Regions from separate parts of the Triticum aestivum genome. Here region 2 is linked to region 1. Evidence: chromatin contacts called from public Hi-C data. All regions are on one chromosome and are shown on one strand. The core of a region is the stretch at or near the end of the contact, and the rest is flanking DNA. Distances in the headings are between cores, read along the strand shown. Region 1 has its middle 200 kb from the start of LOC123123914. Region 2 holds the start of LOC123123914 (arogenate dehydratase 3).

The links. Hi-C and Micro-C count contacts between places; a contact is called where the count stands out from the background.
Region 2: a contact with region 1 is called in a Hi-C map of leaf, with 2.7 times the contacts expected there. The contact joins the promoter of LOC123123914 here to the enhancer-like site in region 1. A contact is called at or near these places in 2 of 5 Hi-C or Micro-C datasets (leaf and root).

Annotation. Positions count from the first base shown.
Region 1 is chr1B:357,378,671-357,384,242 of IWGSC CS RefSeq v2.1, forward strand. No RefSeq gene overlaps it. Among protein-coding and RNA genes, the nearest start is that of LOC123123914, 200 kb to the right of the region's middle. Within about 2 kb of position 2,046, at least 2 of the 8 cell types and tissues checked have an H3K27ac peak or open chromatin away from gene starts, as enhancers often do. A contact at or near this core is called in leaf, where this site is marked.
Region 2 is chr1B:357,580,409-357,585,439 of IWGSC CS RefSeq v2.1, forward strand. LOC123123914 (arogenate dehydratase 3) reads left to right here and starts at 1,321. Exons shown (of 1, transcript XM_044544572.1): 1 at 1,321-3,135. The coding sequence starts at 1,451. The coding sequence ends at 2,668.

The DNA.
Region 1 (5,572 bases), core at 796-3,295:
AACTAGATGATGCTTCGCGCGTTGCTGCGGGAACCATGTTAAAATCAATGCATAAATAAGTGCCTAAAACCAATGGAAACAAATGTAAGAGTTTTACATATTTAAAATGATAAAACATAAAAGAAGTGTGTGTGACAAAATGATGTATAAAAGAGAAAAAAAATCTCCACAAAAAGAAGACATGATTGATGAAGTGGCGTTGTTTGAGTTGATAGGTTAATGCAAAAATGCATGCATGCGTTGGAAAAAAAAGACATGCATGACCAATGAGATGGCATAATTTTTTTTTCGAAACGGAGGCAAAGATTGCCTCATCTATTAAATAAGCAGAAGAGAATTGCCCAGTTAATTACGGAAAACCGGGCAAAAACCGAAACAACAAGGGCCAAGCCCATTCCCATAGACTGAAACACACAGGGCAAAGCCCACCCTTATCGACAACATGCCGACCTGCGGCCAGACAACGCAACTCCGACTCTGACGGAGAACTCAGAAGAACGAAATCAGGCTCGGCTGGCGCCACGGAAGATCGCCGAAAGGGCCACCTGCAGCCAGTCATCGTACACCACAGGGCCCCGTCGCCGCAACTTCGACTCCACAGCAACAAACAAACCGAGGCAATACCGTGGACACGCCGAAGAAGAGCCGACTATCGCAACCATTGCCGCGTCGCCGACATCGCTCCCACCATCATCGTTGCCACAGAAGTCTGGCCGCCACAGTGATTCTCTCGGGGCCGCCGCCCCGACATCCACCGCTCCCTCGCGCCCAGCGCAATCAACCGGCACCGCCTTCCGGGGCCGCCGCCCCGACATACCACCACTCCCCTCGAGCAGCAACGCCGCGCAACCCGGCTGCCCGCAGCCCACGCTGCTTAGGGCAACCGCTCGCAGACCACGAACGTCGCACCACATCCGGGGCCGCCGCCCCGACGTAAAGTCAGACCGCCCCCTCTAGGGCGCATCGACCAGGCCGACGACCTCGCTACCCACGCAGCACCAAGCCGCCACCAAAACAATGCACAACCGCGACTCTACCCCATAGAGGCACCGTTGCATTGCTATCCGAGGCCGCCGCCTCGGCGTACATCCACCGTCCAGAGCCGCCGCCCCGGCCTCCATCACCCCGACGGCGACACAACTCTGCACCACTGCCATGAGACCACCACTCCACAAAGGTCATTGCTTCCAAGGCGGTGCCTCCAAGAAGGTAACGACATAATTGCCGCCGCCGCCCGCTCCAATGGAGCTTGGGTTTTCACCCGGAAACACCAGACAGTTGCGGCAGTAGATGGACGTAGCTCCGCGATGTGCCTTCAGGAAGGAATGCAATGCTCAAGAACATCGCCAACATCGGCACCGACCGGAGAAGGTGCAAGACTTTCGCCCGGAGAATCTACTCACTTATGAACACATGCATAACTCCTTGATGCCACACAATTTTGATCGAAAGGCTGTAAATAATTGAGGTGATGTGTAAGCACGTATGTGTAGAGGAATCTGATAGTGGGGGCTAACTATTTAAATATAGAAGATTCTGCCTACGAGAGTGAAATCTGAACAACAAACGGCTTATTCTACACTTTTGTTTTTGACGAGTCCTAATATATTCTACATTGGACAGTCCCTCTGTGTGGAATAGGAGCACATCTTCCAGCGCGTGCCCACTTGCAGTTGCTAAATATCGTGGGGACGCTTTATTGGTTACCTTCGTTATCATGATTGGCACAAGTGCAAGAAAAGTGACCCTATCCAGCCATGCTGATGATGCGATGAGACCCCACCCACCACAAAAAGATGAGCCATCTAAAATGGAAAAAGGAGCGTTTGTGGTGCCCTGCCATTGGTAGTTGAACCCAACCCTACGATCCATCGTTGTCCAGACTTGACAAACGTACAGGTAAGTAGCATCAGCAGTGGTATAATAGTCCGGAATCGGCGAATAACCAATACGGTCCAGAAACGCAATCGTTCTAGAAGGCCGCCATACATACAATATATATATATGTAGGCTGTATATAATAAAGTGGATTCTCGCGCGCGGTTTGACACGCGATACCCCTGAACTGCTCAGAGTTCACACATTTAGGGCCGGCGGGGGCAGTGGCAGAGCCGTGTTATGCGAATATTTCCACATTTGTGAACCACGGACGCCGTCTCTGACCTGTCCTCGCGCCTATGATACTATTCATAACAGCATTGACTCTCGGAAGCTCGGTTGACGTCCCAAGGCTTGTCCAACCGGCAGGTCGCTAAGGGCATCTTCAATGCAGGACGCTAGCAGGAGGTGCCAGGATCAAATTCTCATCCGATCGGTAGATACGCTAGATAATCCAGAAGTCTGCCTGGGCATCGATGCAAACGGAGGAGTCAGGCGCTTGTAGGTTTTCCTTGCTGCACGAGATAAAATATTGAACGCAATGACAACTGTTTTACGAGTTTTTAGCGCCCGTATTAGCTGCTAGGTTGAACGAGGGAACGCTTACGTGAATATTTATCATTTTGTATTTATTTTTTCTCTACAAGCGTCTATATAAGCGCCTGGCATTGTAAGTGCCCTAATCATTCTCGTCTTAGCAAAAATTATGTGAAACGGTAAAACCTTATGTTGATTTCAGTGGGTGTAGCCGGTCCACCACGAGAAAAAACATCCGTGAGGCAACTTTGGGGGGGGGGGGGGGGGGGGGGGGAGTTGTCGCTGGGGTTAGGGTTTTTTGTTCATGGGTGCCGATCTTTCGGTGGTGCTAGGGGCAGCAACAATGCTGGCCTACTCATTGATCGGGTGGTGTTCCTCTCCACCATGGCTACCACGTCTACTAGGGCGGCGGGAGGATCGACGAGCAAGGAATCATCTAGGTCTCCGGCAGAAGGCAAGACTTGCAAGAGGCAACTAGTCTCTTGCCAAAACTGGGTGAGTTGTTGACAGAGAAGGACCATGTTGGGTTCATCTTCACAAAACACGGGTTGGATCTTCCCAGACTGATACTTTGGTCGGTGGTGGGCAAATTGTGCTCGTTGAGGCCATTGAACATTCATGCTCTTCATAGGACGATGCAGAGGGCCTGGGATTACACCGTGAAGCACAATTATGGATGATGGTGGAAATATTTTTGACTACAATGAACAATGGACCTTGGCAGTTTGATTTTAATGTGATTGTCCTAAACAATTATGAAGGAAACACGAAGCCCTCCGAGATGGTGCTTGACACGGTCGAAGCTTGGGTTCGGATGTTAGTTCACCGTTGAACAAGCGATCGAAAGCTTTTGGTAAAGTACTTGGGATCTGGCTCGATGAGGTGGTTTGAGTGGATGTGGAGAAAGATGGATTCGTGAGCGGCAAACACCTCGGGGTTTGAGCAAAAATTCCAGCGTTTGAGCCCTTTGTGCAAGGTTTTTCCTCAAATACTCACTAGAGGACTTGATTGGAATGTGGTATGACTTCTTCTATGAGAATATTCCACACTTCTATTTTGATTGTGGCAGTCTAGTTCACGTGGATGGGATTTGTTAATCAATGGTGGATTCGGCATCCCAGTGGGCACATTAGTTGATGGTGTCACCTGGATGCAACTCATCGATAAAGGAAAGCCCACACCAGGAGGCATCTAGCAGCAACAATAGTTTGGGCAGTTCTCAAATGGGTGATAATGACCAGGGCACCGTGTCCATGCTTCTGCTAGAAATTGGCCGACTAAATGCAGCCTAGACCATGAATTTACTCCTTTGGCTTACTCCCGTACTGGCGAGGAGCATAGGGCAGAGCATGAGGAGGTCAATGGCCCTATTAAGTACCAGTACACGTAAGGTAAGCCTTGGGAAAGGGACTTGAGGCATGAGTTAGAATAGAAACATGAGAATGAGTTGTGAGAAGAACTGCACCAGAAACAAGCCCGCATGGGCCATGCAAAGGAGCGCGGGAATGATTATAAGGGGAAGGAGATCCTAGCCGGTCAGTCACAGTATCGTTAGGGTGAGAGAAATAGGGGTACTTACGTGTGGCGGCTTAGATAGGAAATGGGATGAGCAAAGGTAGGGAGCCTCTTTGGCGCCCAAGGACCTACTTATGCAGATCTAGCCAACTCCGCTAGCCTTCGCATAACATCGATCCCAAGACTGCACCTTCACACAATGTACACATGAAAACATGCATGCCATGTATCCTTGATATACTATAAAAAGACCACACACAAACTTCTAACTTAAGTGAGAACATTTATTTCCCATTTATAAAATATTTTGAATAGTGTCAGGTGGTCTCCGAGTAGAAATAACCATAACCAGCTTGCTGCTGCAGAAATATCATTGCAATCACTTAGGTGGCTTATCATTACAATATTAACCCGCCATATCTTTATTCCTTGGCCGCAGCTTTTTAACCCTGTTGACTGATGTCTACTACGCAACCGAAGAAAATATGCCCTAGAGGCAATAATAAAGTTGTTATTTTATATTTTCTTATTCATGATAAATATTTATTATTCATGCTAGAATTGTATTAACCGGAAACTTGATACATGTGTGAATACATAGACAAAACACCGTGTCCCTAGTATGCCTCTACTAGACTAGCTCGTTGATCAAAGATGGTTAAGTTTCCTAGCCATGGACATGAGTTGTCATTTGATAAACGGGATCACATCATTAGTGGAATGATGTGATGGACAAGAACTATCCATTAGCTTAGCATAATGATCGCTCAGTTTTATTGCTACTGCTTTCTTCATGTCAAATATATATTCCTCCAACTATGAGATTATGTAACTCCCGGGCACCGGAGGAATGCCTTATGTGCTATCAAATGTCACAACATAAATGGGTGATTATAAAGATGCTCTACAGGTATCTCCAAAGGTGTCTGTTGGGTTGGCATAGATCGAGATTAGGAGTTGTCACTCCGAGTATCGGAGAGGTATCTCTGGGCTCTCTTGGTAATGCACATCATATGAAGCCTTGCAAGCAATGTGACTAATGAGTTAGTTGCGGGATGATGCACTATGGAACGAGTAAAGAGACTTGCCCGTAATGAGATTGAACTAGGTAAGAAGATACCGACGATTGAATCTCGGGCAAGTAACATACCGATGACAAAGGGAATAACATATGCTGACATTGCGATTCGACCGATAAAGATCTTCGTAGAATATGTCGGAACCAATATGAGCATCCAGGTTCCGCTATTGGTTATTGACTGGAGAGGTGTCTCGGTCATGTCTACATAGTTCTCGAACCCGTAGGGTCCGCATGCTTAACGTTCGATGATGATATGTATTGTATGAGTTATGTGTTTTGGTGACTGGAGGTTGTTCGGAGTCCTGAAGGTTGTTCGGAGTCCCGGATGAGATCACAGACATGACGAGGAGTCTCTAAATGGTCGAGAGGTAAAGATCGATATATTAGAAGGTTATATTTGGACAACAGAATGGTTCCGGAGTGGTGCGGGGATTTTTTGGAGTACCGAGGGGTTATCGGAACCCCCCGGGAAAGTTAATGGGCCTCATGGGCCATAGGGGAGAGGAGGAGGCAGGCCACAAGAGGTGGCGCCCCCCCCATGGGAGTCCGAATTGGACTAGG
Region 2 (5,031 bases), core at 71-2,570, 200 kb after region 1:
TCTTGGTGCCGCCTTGTTGCCCCTCCACTGGATGGCGCAACGAGCTTCTTCACCTGGTGGTCTATGGCGTCCGAGGCCTCCCCTGGCTGCCTGAGAAAAGGCCTCAACTCCATCGTCGCGCTCCGTCTGGGCCATCTGGAAGCATCGTAATGTGGCCATCTTCGATGGCCTGCACCCCTCCACCGGCGATTTGATCACTGCTATCAAAGACGATGCTCGCCTATGGGCCAAGGCGGGCGCCAAGGGACTAGCTACCATTATTCATGTAACCTGAGCTATCTGTACCGAGGCTGAGCACCTCTCTTTCCCCTGCTCACTGCCGCACCCTCGCAAGTGCCTCTTTGTGCATGCTTGCGCGGCTGCGCCTTGTATTTTTAACAACTGCTTTCTACCCTCCTATCAATGAATTGATACGCTACTAAACGTATTCACCGAAAAGGATACAAGACCAAATGGGTGCGGAGATCGGCTAATGGGGCTGCCCACATTATAAAAGATGATTTCATGTTTCGCTGGATTGCATTCAACATGTTGTTGCGTCAGAAATTTCTGGTTATTTTGATTAAATATATACTCCCTCTGTAAAGAAATACAAAAGTGTTTAGATCACTATTTTAGTAATCTAAACACTCTTATATTTATTTACGGAGGGAGTATAAAAAAGGAAATTTCCGTTTATTTTTAATTTAAACTAGCCTTAATCAATAGAAACTCGCCTGGAAAACACACATGCAACCAGCGTTAAATAGATTTGGTCCAAGTAGCAGGATACTTCGCTGTCATCATTTTTGTATTATATCTGGCACGTTCTTATCGCATGGAGCCACAGGAATGACTTTTCGAGCTTATCACCTTTGTACAGCCTCCTGGATCCACCATCTCTTACCATTAACAGCCACTACAGCCACAGGACAACGGCGACCCCGTCGGCATTCACCCACGACAGCGACGCCCGCCGCACCAATCGGCCAGCCCGGAAAGGGGAGAGAAGAGAAAAGAGCGAGCCCACAGCGACCGGCCACTGCCCCGCCTGCCCGCCCGGCCAGGAGATCCGACGGCGGAGCCGGTGCCGCGACTCCGGGTCACCCAAGAAACCACGCGTCCGGATGCGCGCCGTGGCATCGTGTCGCGCCCGGCCCTACGGATTACGATCTCTTCGACGGCATTCGCTCCAGCAACGAGGGTGACACTGATGGACTACTGATGGTAACAATTGATAATTTGAGTTGATGCTAAGCATGCAAGAACCCGGTGGGAAATTTCCACACCAAAGAATAACCTTCGGAGAAAAGGCGGCAAGAACTTGCGGTAGAATTATATAAGCAGCGAAGCCGGCCAAGCCACTCTGGAGTAGTACCATTTCCGCGTGTATAAAAAGTCAAGAAGCTTCCCCTCTCGACGCTTGTTACTCCGATTCCAACCACCGCCGACCTCACCGCCCGGAAAATCTATGGCCTACACCTCCTCCCTCCACCTCTCCAAGCACCTCCTCCTCCCCAAGCCCAACCGCGCCAGGCCTTCCTCCTCCAGGTCGCCGTCCTTCGTCCGGGCGGCCAGGGTCGTCGACGGCGCCCCGCACGTCAACGGGCACTCCAAGAAAGCGCACAACGGCAAGGTACAGATCAACGGCGCCGGCGCCGACGGCAAGAAAGGGGCCATCAACGGCCACGGCGTCGTTAACGGCAAGACGCACGTGAACGGCCATGACCGGATCCACCTGTCGGTGACCACGGGCGGCGGGGGCCAGGACGGGACGGGCCTCCGCGTGGCGTACCAGGGCGCGCCGGGCGCGTACAGCGAGTTCGCGGCCAAGACGGCGCTGCCCGGGTGCGAGACCGTGCCGTGCCGTGCCTTCGCGGACGCACTGGCGGCCGTGGACCGCGGCCTGGTCGACCGGGCGATCCTCCCCGTGGAGTCCACCATGGAGGGCACCGCGCTGCGGAACTACGACCTCCTGCTGCGGCACGACCTGGTGGTGGCGCAGGAGATCAACCTCTTCGTGCACTACTGCCTCCTCGCCATGCCCGGGGTGCGCGCCACCGAGGTGCGCCGGGTCATCAGCCACCCCATGGCGCTCGCGCACTGCGGCCGCGCCCTCGCGCGCCTCGGCGTTGACCGCGAGCCGGTCGAGGACACGGCCGGCGCCGTCGAGATGCTGCGCTCCAACATGATGCTCGACACGGCCGCCATCGCCAGCCCGCGCGCCGCCGACCTCTACGGCCTCGACGTCCTCGCGCACGGCCTGCAGGACGAGTCCTGGAACGTCACCCGCTTCCTGCTGCTCTCCAAGCCGCCGTCGCCGGTGGCGGTCCCCGTGGACGCGGACGCCAAGACCAGCATGGTGGTCGCGCACCGGGGCGGGTCCATGGCGGTGGTGCTCAAGGTGCTCTCCGCCTTCTCCTCCCGCAACATCAACATGTCCAAGCTGGAGGTCATCAACAACGAAGCGGGCGTCGGCGAGCCGCGGCCCCCGGTGATGATCCTGGACACGGGCGCCCGCGGTGCGCCGACGCTGCGCGCGTTCCCGCACGTCCTCTACGTCGACTGCGAGGGTGCCGCCGACGACCCGCTCGTCCGCGAGGCCATCAAGGAGATCGAGAAATTCGCCGTGTTCGTCCGAGTTCTTGGCTGCTACGCCGCGGACACCAACGTCTACGATCTGCAATGAGGAGAACAGAACAGTGATCCTCCCACCATGGTACTAGTACAAGTGAAGTGATCGAATTAGATAGTTCGGCACAATCGAATTTGGAATTGGACCTGGAAATTTCCATTCTGGTACTCGAGCAGCTGCCTCTACGTACTAGTATTTGTGTACAGATGCAATAAGGCTCTTTCTAGTACTACTCTGCTGTTTAGCTGTGTGCATAGGTGTAAGATTGCTGATGATGCCTAGTAATTAAAGGATGTGTAAGATAGCATTATCATTACTTGATTGCTGTAATTTTTTGTTGTGCTAGATCTGAGGGTAGAGTATCGCTACCCCCCTTTCTTGTGCCTCTCGGTGTTCAACTTGTACGGAGTAGAATACAGACATTGGCACATTGAAGACTGGCTGTTCTTTCCAATAGCAGAAGAAAACTATGTGTAACGATACTGGAATTTGTGCAATACTAGGATGGTGTGCTTTGTATACGAGCTGAACTGTGAAATTTGCGGTGCTTTTATACAAAAAAATACTATGTCTTGTTCTTCATTATACTATTGCTAATCTTCAGTACTCAACGACATAGGAATTTGAATCATTTTGTTCTGTTTGCTTCTCTTGGAGCATTGGCCTCGTCCAAGACTGAAGAGAACCATGATTGTGATTCGACAGAACAAAGATTCAAGATCCGACAAGGGAATCCGAATTCATGTGGAGCACTGCACAGGCCCAGAGAATCTGCAAAATCATTATTCTAGGGTTGAATTGCCATTTTTGCAGTTACAAGTTGCCACTGGTAGCACGGGATATGTGGAGGCCCTGCTCCCTCCAGCCAGTGGCGCGTGTTTCGCAGCAGAAAGATCTGAGCAGACTTAACTTTCTCTGATAAGCGAGGGCCCTGATATAGCCCTACAATCCTCATGAACCGGGAGAGATACTATCAAATTCACCTGTGGGCTGTGGCTGAACCGGGCCTATTTGTACGACTGGCTGTACGCCCCAGAAGTGAACGGAAAACGGACTGCAGAAACTGTCTGCGCGATCGCCGAATCAAGCGAGCGCGATGGCAGGTTCAGGCCGAGATCCCCGTATCAAATGTGCGAACATTTTTCGCGCGTGGCACAGGAGAATTTGGCCAGGCTCGTTGCAGGAAATTGACGCATCGCGTCGCCGATACCCACAAAACTCCGCCAAAAATCAACCAAATTTCCACATGTGTTCCACAGTTCTGTGTTCGTCTATGAGACCACCCTATCGGTCTGCTGAAAGCTTATCATCTGCCCCTTGCAGAACGCATCTCTACCAATGGACAGTTTTGTCCACCAACTAACTGGCTCAGATCAACCAACCCCGTGCCCTGTCGGACGTGTGCGACGCATCTCCACATGGCCTGGAGCTTCAGAGTTATGAGAGGAGCGACCCCTTACCAAACTACTCCCTCCGTTCGGAATTACTTGTCTCGAAAATGGATATATCTAGAACTAAAATAGTACTCCCTTCGTTTAGAAATACTTGTCGGAGGAATGGATGTATCTAAATGTATTTTAGTTCTAAATACATTCATTTTTATGCATTTCTTCGACAAGTATTTCCCGACGGAGGGAGTAGTAATTCCGAACAAGTAATTCCATTTTCGAGACAAGTAATTCCGAATGAAGGGAGTAGTAATAATTTTTACTGGATCGTCGTGATCTCCGTTCTTTCCTGTCCCCGTCTGCACAAATTATTCAAAGCTTGCTTGCTCATCAGTTGCTCACTTGTTAACTCGGCGGCATGTGCAAGGTGTACTCGGAGTAATATCTTGGGTGGTCATGCACGGAGACGCGTGACCCCACGCTGGAATTATTTGCTTGCGCTTCCTGTGAAGCGGGAGGTGTGGTTGGGTTGGGGACCTCTAAAGATCTGAATCGTTGCTTACGCCTCATGCAAAGTGCAGTGAACCTGCATCATGCGTTCATGTGTGGTGGCCGAGTGGAGCTGTCTGAATCCCACCAAGCGGATTATCATACTTCAGATTTTTTGCGAATTCCTTTCGTATCAGATTTGAGCCATATATGATACGTTCTATTCATACAGTAGCTTTCAAGAATATATGATACAGTACATCATCAGTCATTGAACATGCTCTCTACAGCTGTCCTGCAGGAATGGAGACGCTCAAGTAATGATTCAGGTTTCAGGAAGAGAAAGGGAAGTTTCATCGAGTCTTAATCACTGACCGTTCTGCCCTGTGCTCAAGAAATTCTCAACTATCCCACTTTTTACATGTAAGCGGGCTTTACTTCAAAAGGAAGAAAAAGAAGAAAGTGTGGCAACCAAAAATAATACGGGTGCATGGCTGCATGAAGCACTTGGAGCTGGAGGGACAGAATAGTGATTGTTTG